Regions from separate parts of the Bombyx mori genome. Here region 1 is linked to region 2. A link is a contact called in public Hi-C data. All regions are on one chromosome and are shown on one strand. Each heading gives the region's core, a stretch centred on a gene start, on an enhancer-like site or on the middle of the called end of the contact. The rest is flanking DNA. Distances are from core to core; before and after follow the strand shown.

Evidence for each region. A called contact is a pair of places that touch in the nucleus more often than the background predicts.
Region 1: a Hi-C map of whole pupa shows a contact between it and region 2, with 8 times the contacts expected there. The contact joins the promoter of LOC101744911 here to the enhancer-like site in region 2. A contact is called at or near these places in 2 of 7 Hi-C or Micro-C datasets (midgut and whole pupa).

What each region holds. Positions count from the first base shown.
Region 1 is chr23:8,886,588-8,892,577 of ASM3026992v2, reverse strand. It overlaps LOC101744911 (BRISC complex subunit FAM175B), which reads right to left and starts at 4,660. Exons shown (of 3, transcript XM_004932592.5): 1 at 4,317-4,660; 2 at 3,244-4,230; 3 at 1,328-2,999. The coding sequence starts at 4,400. The coding sequence ends at 2,877. It overlaps LOC101746313 (BLOC-3 complex member HPS1), which reads left to right. Exons shown (of 12, transcript XR_005246141.2): 12 at 73-1,278.
Region 2 is chr23:8,849,478-8,855,817 of ASM3026992v2, reverse strand. LOC101744387 (cytosolic purine 5'-nucleotidase) reads left to right here. Exons shown (of 13, transcript XM_004932588.5): 7 at 1,051-1,327; 8 at 1,957-2,131; 9 at 4,918-5,140; 10 at 5,770-5,917. Among protein-coding and RNA genes, the nearest start is that of LOC101746021, 17 kb to the right of the region's middle. Within about 2 kb of position 2,822, at least 6 of the 8 cell types and tissues checked have open chromatin away from gene starts, as enhancers often do.

The DNA.
Region 1 (5,990 bases), core at 3,411-5,910, 35 kb before region 2:
ATAAAATTATGTCGTTCCGTTTCACGATTGCAACGTGACGATGTCTAGTTAAATAAAAAAAATATGTTCCAGGAATTAGACCACACTAATGAAAATAGCTGTCTGGCTGACATAGGTACAGTAAGTAGTAGTAAAGTGTCATAGTGATATTAATAATAAGATGATTTGTTGAGAATTATACATAGGTGTTGGTAATAACTACAAGGCAAAAAAACATTCCAGATATTATTTTTATTTTATATATCTATAGACATGTTTTGTTTTTTTTGTTTTGCAACTTACACCGAAGTTGCTACAAGAAAACATTACAATGATATTATGTGGCAGAAAATATAATTCTTAACTGCATGACTCACAGACAACTTTACTAATTGCCGGAAGTAACACTCCGATGTGGGGCAATTGAACTGAATACTATAAATATAATTTCTATTGGAGTAATTTCAAGCTCAGAAACAAAAAAGAATACCATTCTCTTATGGGACTTCAAACTCTAACTTGAGGTAATAAGGTTGAATTTTATTCATACCAAACTTTTGACAACAGGGGACAAATGTAACTATTGATTGCAGAACCAGTCTTGAAACTTATCGCTTCGGTATTTTTTAGTTCAGAATGTTAAAAAAAAGTATACGTAATAAGGCATTTTTTATGAGAATCATAGTCGTGGCTAACAGATACCATATCTGTACACACGTACTTATGGTACAAGTACTTAGCCTAAACAATAAAAATCGTGTCTTTCACTACATAGGCCCGTTGCCAATTTTAAGGCTCCTTTTTATGGTTGAGAGATTGTGCTTGAACCTCAACGAAATAACTGACCCGGTAGTATCAGACATTGTAGGTTGTAGCTTGCCGACACGCCTAATGTTTGTTCAGGCCCAAGTCCCCAAGCTGGGCCGGGAGTTCGTCCACCTATTTTGCTTAGTTATTGCTTATACAGGTGAATAAGCCACCGCCGTATTGATCGATGCGAGTCCAACTGGAGTCATATATTTTAAGCCACGTCTTCAAATAACATTGCTAGTCAGAATTATTGGTCCTAGTAATGACATCCACATATGTAATCAAATTCGTTTTTGAGTTTATAGATGGCCTTGTTAATGTAAAAGCGTCTAATGTGGATTATTCTAATTAATATCTTATGCCCTTCAATTAGCTTCAATAGCCTCTAGGCATACTTGTATTTAATAGAAATATTACTTGATAAGTTGTGTAACCATTTTTATCTGTATTATTGTACTATGTTTTTGTTTAAATAAAACTAAATATAAACTGTTTTGTTTTATTCAAAGATTCTTAGTATCCAAATGAAAATAACAAATCAAAGTAGATAGCAAATTTATTAAAAAATATTATTTACAAAAACATACCAAAATCTGTTTATAAAAATTAAAAAAAAAAACAATGAAGAAAATGCTTTTTTATGCTTATTAAATGAACATTAAAATATTATCCAACATAATTATATTAAAAAATAATTAATACAGACTTCAACACAACAATTAAACTTAACAATGAAACTACCTCGTGAGTATATCAGAGGGAGGCAAACAAAAATATTGTTTTAGAAATATGTTTTTTTTTTAAATCCTTAAATTTCATAAACTCGATCATAAAGCCTCTTTTTTTTGAAATCGGTTATAAAATAAATAGCCTCATTTGTACCTTACAAGCTGTACCATAGTAAATACTATTCTGGATATTGTGATAGTATACTCTGTGTTAGAAATATGAGGTACGTAAAAATGTATGTACATTTGAAATTAATAAGTACAAAAAGCAATATCATCAAGATAAACAAGTAGGAAAATCATTCACCATCAAGTTTATTTCTGCTGCGAAACAGCCAAAAGTAGGTGTTGAAGTCTGCCAACCATTTTAAAAAGGTTATTTGAGACTACGACCTTGGGACATCTACTGTCTGCGGTACCACTTACGAGGTAGGGTGTGAATGTTAATGCTTTAATCTTTGCATAATCTTTTTGTCTCTCGAAGAATGTTTTGACAGAGTGGGCCTCCTTTTACTAGTAATTATAGCTATTGTACTATATTGCAGTTTATTCATTTATCAAATGCACAACAATGAGGTAATGAGTTGGTAACTTGTGGTTTATAATAATAGGTTTTTAAGAGTACAAAAGCTGAAATATCAAAAAATTAAATCAAACAGACAGACACTAAATAAAGTTGATATTATGGACTTTCCACATATGTATTGTACCACATTCCAATGGAGTGGAGGATTATTAATTCAATTTATTCATATAGACATTTTACAACTTTTACATAAATATTCATAAGTTCACTTAAAAATAAAGAAATAATTGAGACTCAAAAATAAAGAAATAATTGAGTTTGTGCTTGAATAAAAATAAAAACTTGAAAAAATTCCAAGAGAAAAATCAAGAGTATTTTTTTTCTCTTATATGCAAGAGAAAATGAAAACAAATTTGTTAGTCTGGGTTATATTCTTACAAAATGTATCATTTATTTTCCAAAAATTTAGAGTTTATTTATATTTACATTTATCTTAAACTCTTCTTTCTGCTAAAAATACAGTACAATAAACAATAGCTTACTTCCGTATAAAATCAATTATTCCCATGTCAAGTAGCATTTACAATAATCATTTTCACTATCAAAATTATTACAATATTTTTATAGATACCATAAGATATGTTGGTTGAAAACATATATTCAAGTTAATGTTGCATTGTATTCTGAAGACACATTATTGAGATTAAAGTTTTAAAAGTATACATGTGTTATTAATATAGTTAAGTAAATTATAGTAACCTATTGAAGTAATTGTGGTAACTGAACAATTGTTTATTGTAAAGGTTTAGTGTAAAGGATTTTAAGAAGGCACTTTAGTACTCTGGTGAACTATCACCAAAACACTTCACATCATTGTTTAAAACAATAGTCTTTTTTATATATCTTCTGTCTTCCACATCAAATGTAATTAAGTCTTCACTCATTGTAGTGTCTTTCTGGAAGAATAAATAAATAATTTTATTATTTTTTGTATTATATTTAGATTATCATAATCATTTTCAGTCAAGTAATTCAAGCAACTGCTAAGTATTACAGTAAGTAACTACATACTAACTACAGTGGGTAGGCATACTTTTACGATTTGTCGGGAGACAGAGAAGAAATTTGTGAGCTAATGTTATACACACATAATATTTTAAAATCTATTGGAAATTTTTGGGATGGTCATACTATACTTACACTTGTTGATGGCATGTCACTTCTATTTTTTAGAGCTGCTGCATAATTGAGTATTTGCTTTGTTGGACTTGTAGTTATTAAGCATGGACTTGGGTTTCGATCACTGGGAACATCATCCACACCTGCTGTACTTTCTCCTTGTGCCGATTGACCGCTAGTCGATGCCATATTTTTGAGATTGTTGATGGTCATCATATCTAGTTTTTGTGGTGCTTTCAAGGCTTCCGCACAAGCTTTAACCATATCAGCTTTCTGTCTCTGAGTCTCTTCTTCAATCATTTTACTATATGAAGCATACAATTCTACTGACTGTTTGTCGGTCAAAATAGAAGTCATTTGTTTTATTTCTGCCTGAAGTTCCCTGATTGTGCTTTCATTTTTTGCTGCAATTTTTGCTTCCATCATCAACCTAACATCAACTGCTTCTTGTATGCTCAGTATTGCTTCAGTTGTGTTTGTATTCTGAACATTTGTTTCTTTTACAATTTTATTGAATACACAATTTGCTGGTAGTTGATGTGCTCTTTTGTAGCCTGTTACTTTTTCACCTAAATTACCTGTGACATCTTCAATATATTCATACATATCAAAACAATTGATTTTTCCAAATCTGTAAGTAAATGTGTGGGTTGATGCAGCAGAAGATGTTCTGTTTGTTAGATTGCAAGTTACAAATGTTTTCTTCCCATGATATTTTTCAAAGTATTTTTGTAGACCTTTTGCAATTAACTTATCTCGAAATGTAGGTTTGATGTTGGTATTCTTTCTATATTTGTACCATCCAACAATTTCTTTGGCAGTATTAGAGAGTAATTCAGACAACACTTCTTCTTTTATTCTTCCAGTTGGAAAATAGAAAAGTGACACCGAAGGCAGCGGTAATACAGTTCTAATAACGATTTGAGTATCAAGCCTTGCATTATCACTTTGAGAGTCTGATATGTGATTGGTTATTTGAGATGTTATATCTCCAACTAGAAAACCTTCCTGAGAACATATAAAAAATTTGAGATTCAATTTATTACGTACCTAAAACTACATTGAAACATAATTAATTACTAAAAAATGTGTACCTGACTGCATCCTGAATTTACACATTCATATAACAAAAATGACAGTGCGGTGCCGCTAAGCGACACCTTTTCTGTGTAAGCCATATCTATATTAAGGACTAAGTTTAATTATTATTTCTACGATTGTTACATTACACAACAGTTATCATTATATATGGTTAATTGTTTAATGAGCTAAACAAAATCATTAGCTGCAACCATAGATTATACACGCTGCAACTGTTGACGAGACGTCTGTGGTCACGTGATGTCGTCTGTGACATTGACATTGCTCCCTTTGCTTCCCTTGCTTGTTGTTTGAAACAAACGGAAGTTAGCTCATACAATCCAAACTAATGAATGAAAATTGCTACAGGACAGAATTAAACCAATTTAATTGATCTGAAATTACAAGCATTGAACGGTTAAATTTGAGGGGATTGGGTTCTGTAGGTTGATGAGGGGCTATTTAAAAACACACTGCTTCATTATAATTATATTGCAGATAGTTTGAACACTTTTACACCATTATAAATTTATTATCTATATATTTTTATAAAACGCTTACATGTTGCTTTGACCGTATCTAGATGAGAAGTACTGACATTTTCTTACGAGAAGACAATCATCTGTTTTTAAACATTTAAAATAATTCTAATATTCGAAATCTGTAATCTGTTGCCTGCCCTTACATTTATATTCAAACTCCAACAACAAGAAATGGATTTAAAAAAAGTTATATAAAACCAGGCTTTCTCTTAGTGATAAGGTTAGAAGTTACTAGAAGATCAAGCTCCTTTTTGAAAAAACCCGGAAACCTATGTCCAGAAAATTTCTTTTAATCCTCCTCACGTCTATACTTCAACAGATTCAAAATAAGATACTAATTACTATTATTAAACTGACCTAAAAAGACATTAAGTTAACAAAATAAAAAATTAACGTAGCCTCACTACTAGCGATGCTGCCAAAAAGAGCTAGGCATTAGACAACTTAAACAATAAAGATTTAAATTTCTTCTAATATTTTAATAGTTTTTTACGCAAAGTTGAAATTTTCTTAAAAATAACAGCATTTTAGTTTCACTGCAAATCATTATTCTGGATTCCGTAAGAAATTTTAATTGTTCATTAGTATAGTAATGTATCATATTACTACTACTACCCACATAAAGACGGTACGCGGCCGTGCCGCCTTCATACTAGGACGCCTCTACCCGATGATATGCAGGCGAAGTAAAATGTCCCTTAGAAATAAGGTGACACTCTACAAAACTTGCATACGCCCCGTCATGACCTATGCAAGTGTGTTCGCTCACGCGGCCCGCACTAACTTAAAATCATTCCAAGTCATTCAATCCCGTTTTTGCAGAATAGCCGTTGGAGCTCCGTGGTTCGTCAGGAACGTCGACCCCATGACGACCTGGACTTAGAGCCCATTAGTAAGTATCTGCAGTCGGCGTCGATGCGCCACTTTGATAAAGCGGCACGACACGAGAACCCTCTCATCGTGGCCGCCGGTAACTACATTCCTGATCCTGCGGAAAGAATGGAAAGCAGTCGACGTCGCCCCAAGCACGGTTTACTGGTGGTAGGACCTCTTGTGAGTCCGCAGGGGTAGGTACCACCGCCCCGCCTATTTCTGCCGTGAAGCAGTAATGCGTTTCGTGACTATACTCAGACCTTAGAACTATAT
Region 2 (6,340 bases), core at 1,573-4,072:
CCGCTTAACACCAGATGGGCCGTTAGCTTGTCCCCCACTTTTTTTTTATTGCTTAGATGCTTAACCAATCAATAAATAAAATCGTTGTTTCGGCTCCGAAAACACTGATACCAGTCAGTCACTGCTGAGAAAGTTACTTGTGCATGTGAATCGATCGGTCCTGGTATGATAGCGTCATACGGGCTTGAAATAAATGTTATTATAGTGTAATTGGGACTTCGACCACACGTATTCACCACGTAGTAAGTAGACACCAAACACCAAAGTAACCACCACGTAGGTAGTTCAATAGTTGAATCGTGAAAGTATATAATATACATATAAATATCAAGAGGAAAAAACAATGAATCGAAGTTTCCGCCCCTTATTATTCATAAACTGGTATAGGCAGTGAATATTTATTTATTTACCTCATCATGCACTTCATAATGTTGATGAAAAGTATATGTTAATAAATGACCTTGATTTTTTATTAAGATATAATATGTAATCTACTAGATAATTTGAAGCGAATATATTGCAGTCCATGTCCTGTTGTTGATACATATTATATTATAATTATGTATCAATAGTATCGTTTTACATTTTAATTTGTTGTGACTTAGTTTTTGAAAATGTAATAAATGACGACTCAATTGATTTTTTTTTTGAATAAAATTGTTGTTCAAGATGTGGGTAGATCAAGTACTGAGCAAAATCGAGTATCGTGCAAATCGAAGACAGTCCGGTCTTAAATAGCTTTTCAGTTTCATTTTATACATTTATTCTTTTACATTTTCTTACTTGTAACTAATTAATCTTCATAGCGTTGTCGTAAATTATTATTTCATCATATCCATAATTTGGTATTTCTAAAACGAATTTTAATCGAAACATTTTAAAGCCTAAAATTCTTTGTTGTGTCATATGACCTTTTATTTTACCATTTTAAAAAAAATGATAAATCATTCGTGTCTCCAATTGCAATTAAGTCTATTTATTTTTCTGCTATGACTTGTTAATGTCGCCGGGAATTGAAGGAACTAATTAGACGTTTCTTTGATGTGACAGAGTTAAGACGGGAGTGAGATGCGGCGACCTAGCTATGTCCTTCAAATCAATCTTCCAAGATGTGCGAAATGCCGTCGACTACGTTCACATACACGGCGATCTCAAGAAGAAAACAACGGAAAACTTAGATTTGTACCTGAAGAAAGACGAAAGACTGCCAATGTTCTTGTCTAGGATAAGAGAAAGCGGAGCTAGACTGTTTATACTAACTAATAGCGATTACAATTTCACTGATAAAATCATGAATTACCTATTCGATTTCCCGCACGGTGCTAAGGTGAGTCCGGTTGATGTTTGTATCTGGGATTATCGATAATACATCGAGTTTGATATCGATATGTTAGATTGTAAATTTAAAATTCGTTATAGTCTTTTGGTATTTGTATATTAAGTAGTTTAGTTTTATTTTAACCTTTATATTTTAACCTTTTATTTTAATCGCGGAGAAGCGGATGTACGCGTTCCAGACGTTTTTTTTTTGGAATTTGGAAATAAATGTCTTTATTTATAGAGATATATCATTCGTGATTTAAATATAGTTGAAATTCGATGGTATTCAAATGTTTTACATGTGATAATTTACCTCTCAAATGTCGTGTTTTCAATTATATTTTTGAACGCTTGTCTTATACTTCAAACCGGAAGACTGATTGCTTCGCAACGGAAATAGGCAGGATGGTGGTATCTATCCGAGTCCGTTCACAATACGCCTCTATTGTCAGGAATGACGCAATTTTTTTTTTAAACTTTTTATATTTCTGACATTATAAAATAATATGTTAGTCACCTCATTCAGTCTTATTGTGTAAAAAAATATTGATTGATTCATGAATTTTCGTGCAAAACCCATTATCGATGAAATTCAAGCCATTTGATTAGTGTAAAACAGATTCTCTTTTATTTCAGGTCGGTGAGCCCCACCGGAACTGGAAGACTTATTTCGACTGGATCGTAGTGGACGCTAAGAAGCCTCTGTTCTTCGGCGAGGGAACCACTCTAAGGCAGGTCGACACTCGCACCGGCGCTCTGAAGATGGGACATCACGTAGGACCACTGCACGAGGGATCCGTCTATTCAGGAGGTAATTCTCAACAGCAATAGGGATCTTTTGAAATAATCGAATTGATTTATGTGTGTGTGTTTTTACGATTTCTTCAAGTGCTTACTACCCTCTAATATTTGAAAAAAATATCGAAATGAGTATCGTCACCAATATTTCAAATGAAATCATTGAAATCCGACCTAACTCTTCTAAAGTTTATTATTAAACTGCCAATACCCCTACAATTTATTTTTTTAGGAATCTCGAAGTGAACTAGTTATGTATGTATAGAGATATACGAGTATTTTGCAAACTGAGTTTCTCGCCGATCTTCTCAGTGGGTCGCGTTTCCGATCCGGTGGTAGATTCTGCGAAGCACTGCTGTTGCTAGGGTCAGTGTTAGCAACACTACGGTTTGAGCCCTGTGAGCTCACTACACGTCAATGAGAAGGTGAAATAGCCTCTCAAGGCTATCACTATAGGTAGGGAAAAAAAGAAACCAATAATGGCCTTTCTTCTGTCATGTCACAATGTACTACTAGGTGTTTTTTTCTTTCGTTCAAGCAGCTCATTCGGTCTTTGCGTTAAACACATATAGAAATAGAATTTGAATGTTTTGAACAGCTTTGTTTAAAGATAAGGATATTACCTTATATAAATGTAATTACACTAGCGTAACTGTGTAATCAATGTGTAGTACACGTGACGACGTACAGCGTCGAAACGTGGTTTCATATAATCGATTTGATGTTAATTCAGAACATACTAAGTTTCTATATATCTACTGTATGAACTTAGAGATGGGATCCGTCGAAGAAACACCGAAGGTCGATGACCCGAGGGGGGGGGTCTTCGCTTATATTTATAGAGCATTTATGGCTAATCGTTGTTACTTCTTATCAGCCCACAGACGTCCACTGCTGGACATAGGCTAATCGTTGCTACTTAGTGTAATTATATGATTCCATTATGTTGTAAGCACCCGTAACCGCGCCGGTTCCACATCCACGAGGAGCGGGTAGCCGTCGCCCGAATCGGCGTGGAAATTTATCATCACTCGGTTTAGAGCTCGTGGTCCGTCACACGCGATGACGTTGCGCTCGTAAAGCTTGCGCGATAATTTCGCGAAATAAGTTGAATCCGGTTCCCCAATGAACGTTTTGTGGAATCTATGGTAACACACGCATGTCTTTTCGCATTAAAAGTGTACAATTTCCAAAAATATTCGAAATTTAGTAAATATGCGGAACAATTTGGTATTACCAGTATTTTTCTCATAAATACTGTCAAAAGAGCGTAGTTCAGTTTTAGTTTTTTTAGTTTACCTATATTTTGACTACTATTAACAAAATTAACATATAATTTTATCTTACATTAAAATACAGATAATGTAACTGGTAAAAAATAAATATAAATGTGGCAAAGATGATTAGTATTAAAAATATCACAATGACATGTTAAACCTTTAAAACACTCTCCTGTAAAATTAGTAAGTTTTGAGATTATACCGTTTTAATGCGAGAAGACGATGTATTGTGACGTCGGTCTATCTGCTCAGAGGCTGATTCGAAAATAATTTTAATAATTATTTATTATATTATTATAATGATACTTCCACATTTGACGCCATTGCTGGGCTATCAAAGAAAAAGAAAAAAAAATGTTAATAATTTTTTGTTTTTAATTCGTGAAGTAATCGAAACCAGTGTTACGTCAGTTTGTGATAACATTGTAATTTTTCGGATTAAGACGACGCACGTATTGTGTGCGAACATTATCAGTGACCCTTTCAATGTTATCGGTACGATCTTGAAACTTTTACTCGATAAGGGTTGCCAATGTAGTTTTTATCTGTATTTTCAAGCGAAATAATAAAAATATATTTAAATTCAGTAAATAAATCCTTAAAACTTTGTGTCCTTTCATGTTTAGTAATAGAATTACAATATACTATATAATTATAATTAATAACACAATGGTTTATACTATTTTTAGTTAACGGGCGTAACCACGACAGTGACTAATGAAGGGAATGCAAACAACTGAATTTCCTTTTACCCAAAATACCAAGCGATATCAATATAAGAATATATATTATTAAACATAGTTACATCCACAGATTAAATAGACAACCGGACAAAAATAACGAAAAACGATATAAATTATTTATAAAAGATTCTCGTTTAATTATCTTTAAGACAACCCTGGTGTCGTCTTCTTACTTATCTACCAAGATTACATTCCGCACTATTAATGTCGAACGCATAATATTATACATAATAATATATAGACACGTTAACATTGGAGTACGGGAAACGGAAAATAACTGTCAATTTAATTCGCGGTGACTAAAAATAATTAGGGCCTTAGTACGACCAATCACTTTTTGATCCTATAGCTTCGCACTTAATAATATAAACTAGTGGGCCCCCGGTAGTCGAAATTCGACTATAGTTTATTGAAACTATAACTTTGTAATTATTATGATTCCATTGTCAAAGACTACTTCTACGAGTATAATCACATATTTCGCCAAGACTACACTTTAGATAAATATTAATAAAGACAAACAATACATACTTAATCTATTCTCAATTTGACCATAGACTATAACCAATAAGAAAAGTTTGTCAGTAAAGTAATGTATTTGATATGCATAATTTTAAAAAATATTAACATTCTGCATTCCTCTCTATTATCTATAAGTGTGGGAAATTTCATACTCCTCCGTCCGCGCCATTGTCGCACAAAGGGGTACAAACTTTTTGCTTCACGAATTAATATATAGATGTTATATGCTTAATATTTACACCTATCTTCTGTAGGCTCGTGTGACGTATTCACGGAGCTGATCAGCGCCAAAGGCAAAGACGTTTTGTACATCGGCGATCACATATTCGGGGACATCCTCAAATCGAAGAAAATCGGCGGCTGGCGAACCTTCCTCGTTGTGCCCGAATTGGTTCAGGAGCTCCACGTGTGGACCGACAAGTGCCAGTTGTTCGCGCAGCTGCAGACCCTCGACGTTCAGCTCGGCGATATGTACAAGTACGTATCGGTTTATATATCTTTTTTTTTTATTGCTTAGACGTGTGGACGAGCTCACAGCCCACCTGGTGTTAAGTGGTTACTGGAGCCCATAGACATCTACAACGTAAATGCGCCACACACCTTCAGACATAAGTTCTAAGGTCTCAGTATAGTTACAACGGCTGCCCCACCCTTCAAACCGAAACGCATTACTGCTTCACGACAGAAATAGGCGCGGTGGTGGTACCTACCCATGCGGACTCACAAGAGGTCCTACCACCAGTAATTACGCAAATTATAATTTGCGTGAGACAGCTCGTGTGCTGTGGAACGCTTATCCAGCGGCCTTAGACACCGAACGCGAGTGCTGCTGTCCATCTTGAGATGAGATCTTAAGAGTACAATTCAATTGGACGGCTATTATATCCTTCCAAATTATATTTGGGGTTTCCATGCGACCGAAATCAAAATAATCTGTACTGTAACATATAATCTGTTCGGTCTTACATTTGTAGTTTCCGTAAGTTGATTTCTTTCTATTAAACTTTTTCTTAAATTTTGAATAAATATTTTTTATTGCCTAAACAACTTTTTGCGCCTAGCGTATTGGCGTACAACTTTAAATGTATTTTTGTAAATTTATACAGAGACTTGGATTCGAGTACAAAAGAGAAACCGGATATATCCAAGCTCCGCATGTCGATACGCGACGTGACGCACAAGATGGATCTGGCGTACGGCATGCTCGGCTCGCTATTCCGTTCCGGTTCGAGACAAACCTTCTTCTCATCTCAGGTCAGTACCTAATATATGCTACCGCAGTACCTAGTATGCGCCGCCGCAGTACCTAGTATATGCCGTCATAATAGCTAGTATGCGCCTCCGCATTACCTACACAACGTGCACGTGTGTAAATACGTTTCCAGGTGACAAAATAAAAAACAAGTATGCAAAAATAATAATTTAATTGAAGTTTTTCACTATATACTTTAGGCATTGTTGTAATAAGGTCTATTTTACTTTTTGATTAGTCCTTTTGACTACTCGTTTACAAAGGATAATAGGTATCCATACAATACGATACGTTTTATCAATGTGTACGTACCGATGTACCGATTAGATCCGCGTATATAGGAATAGGGTCGCTTTAATCCAAGAATAGTGAAGGCGCGAATAAGGAGTTTTTACTGTACTTTTAGGTAAGACAAGCACAAGATG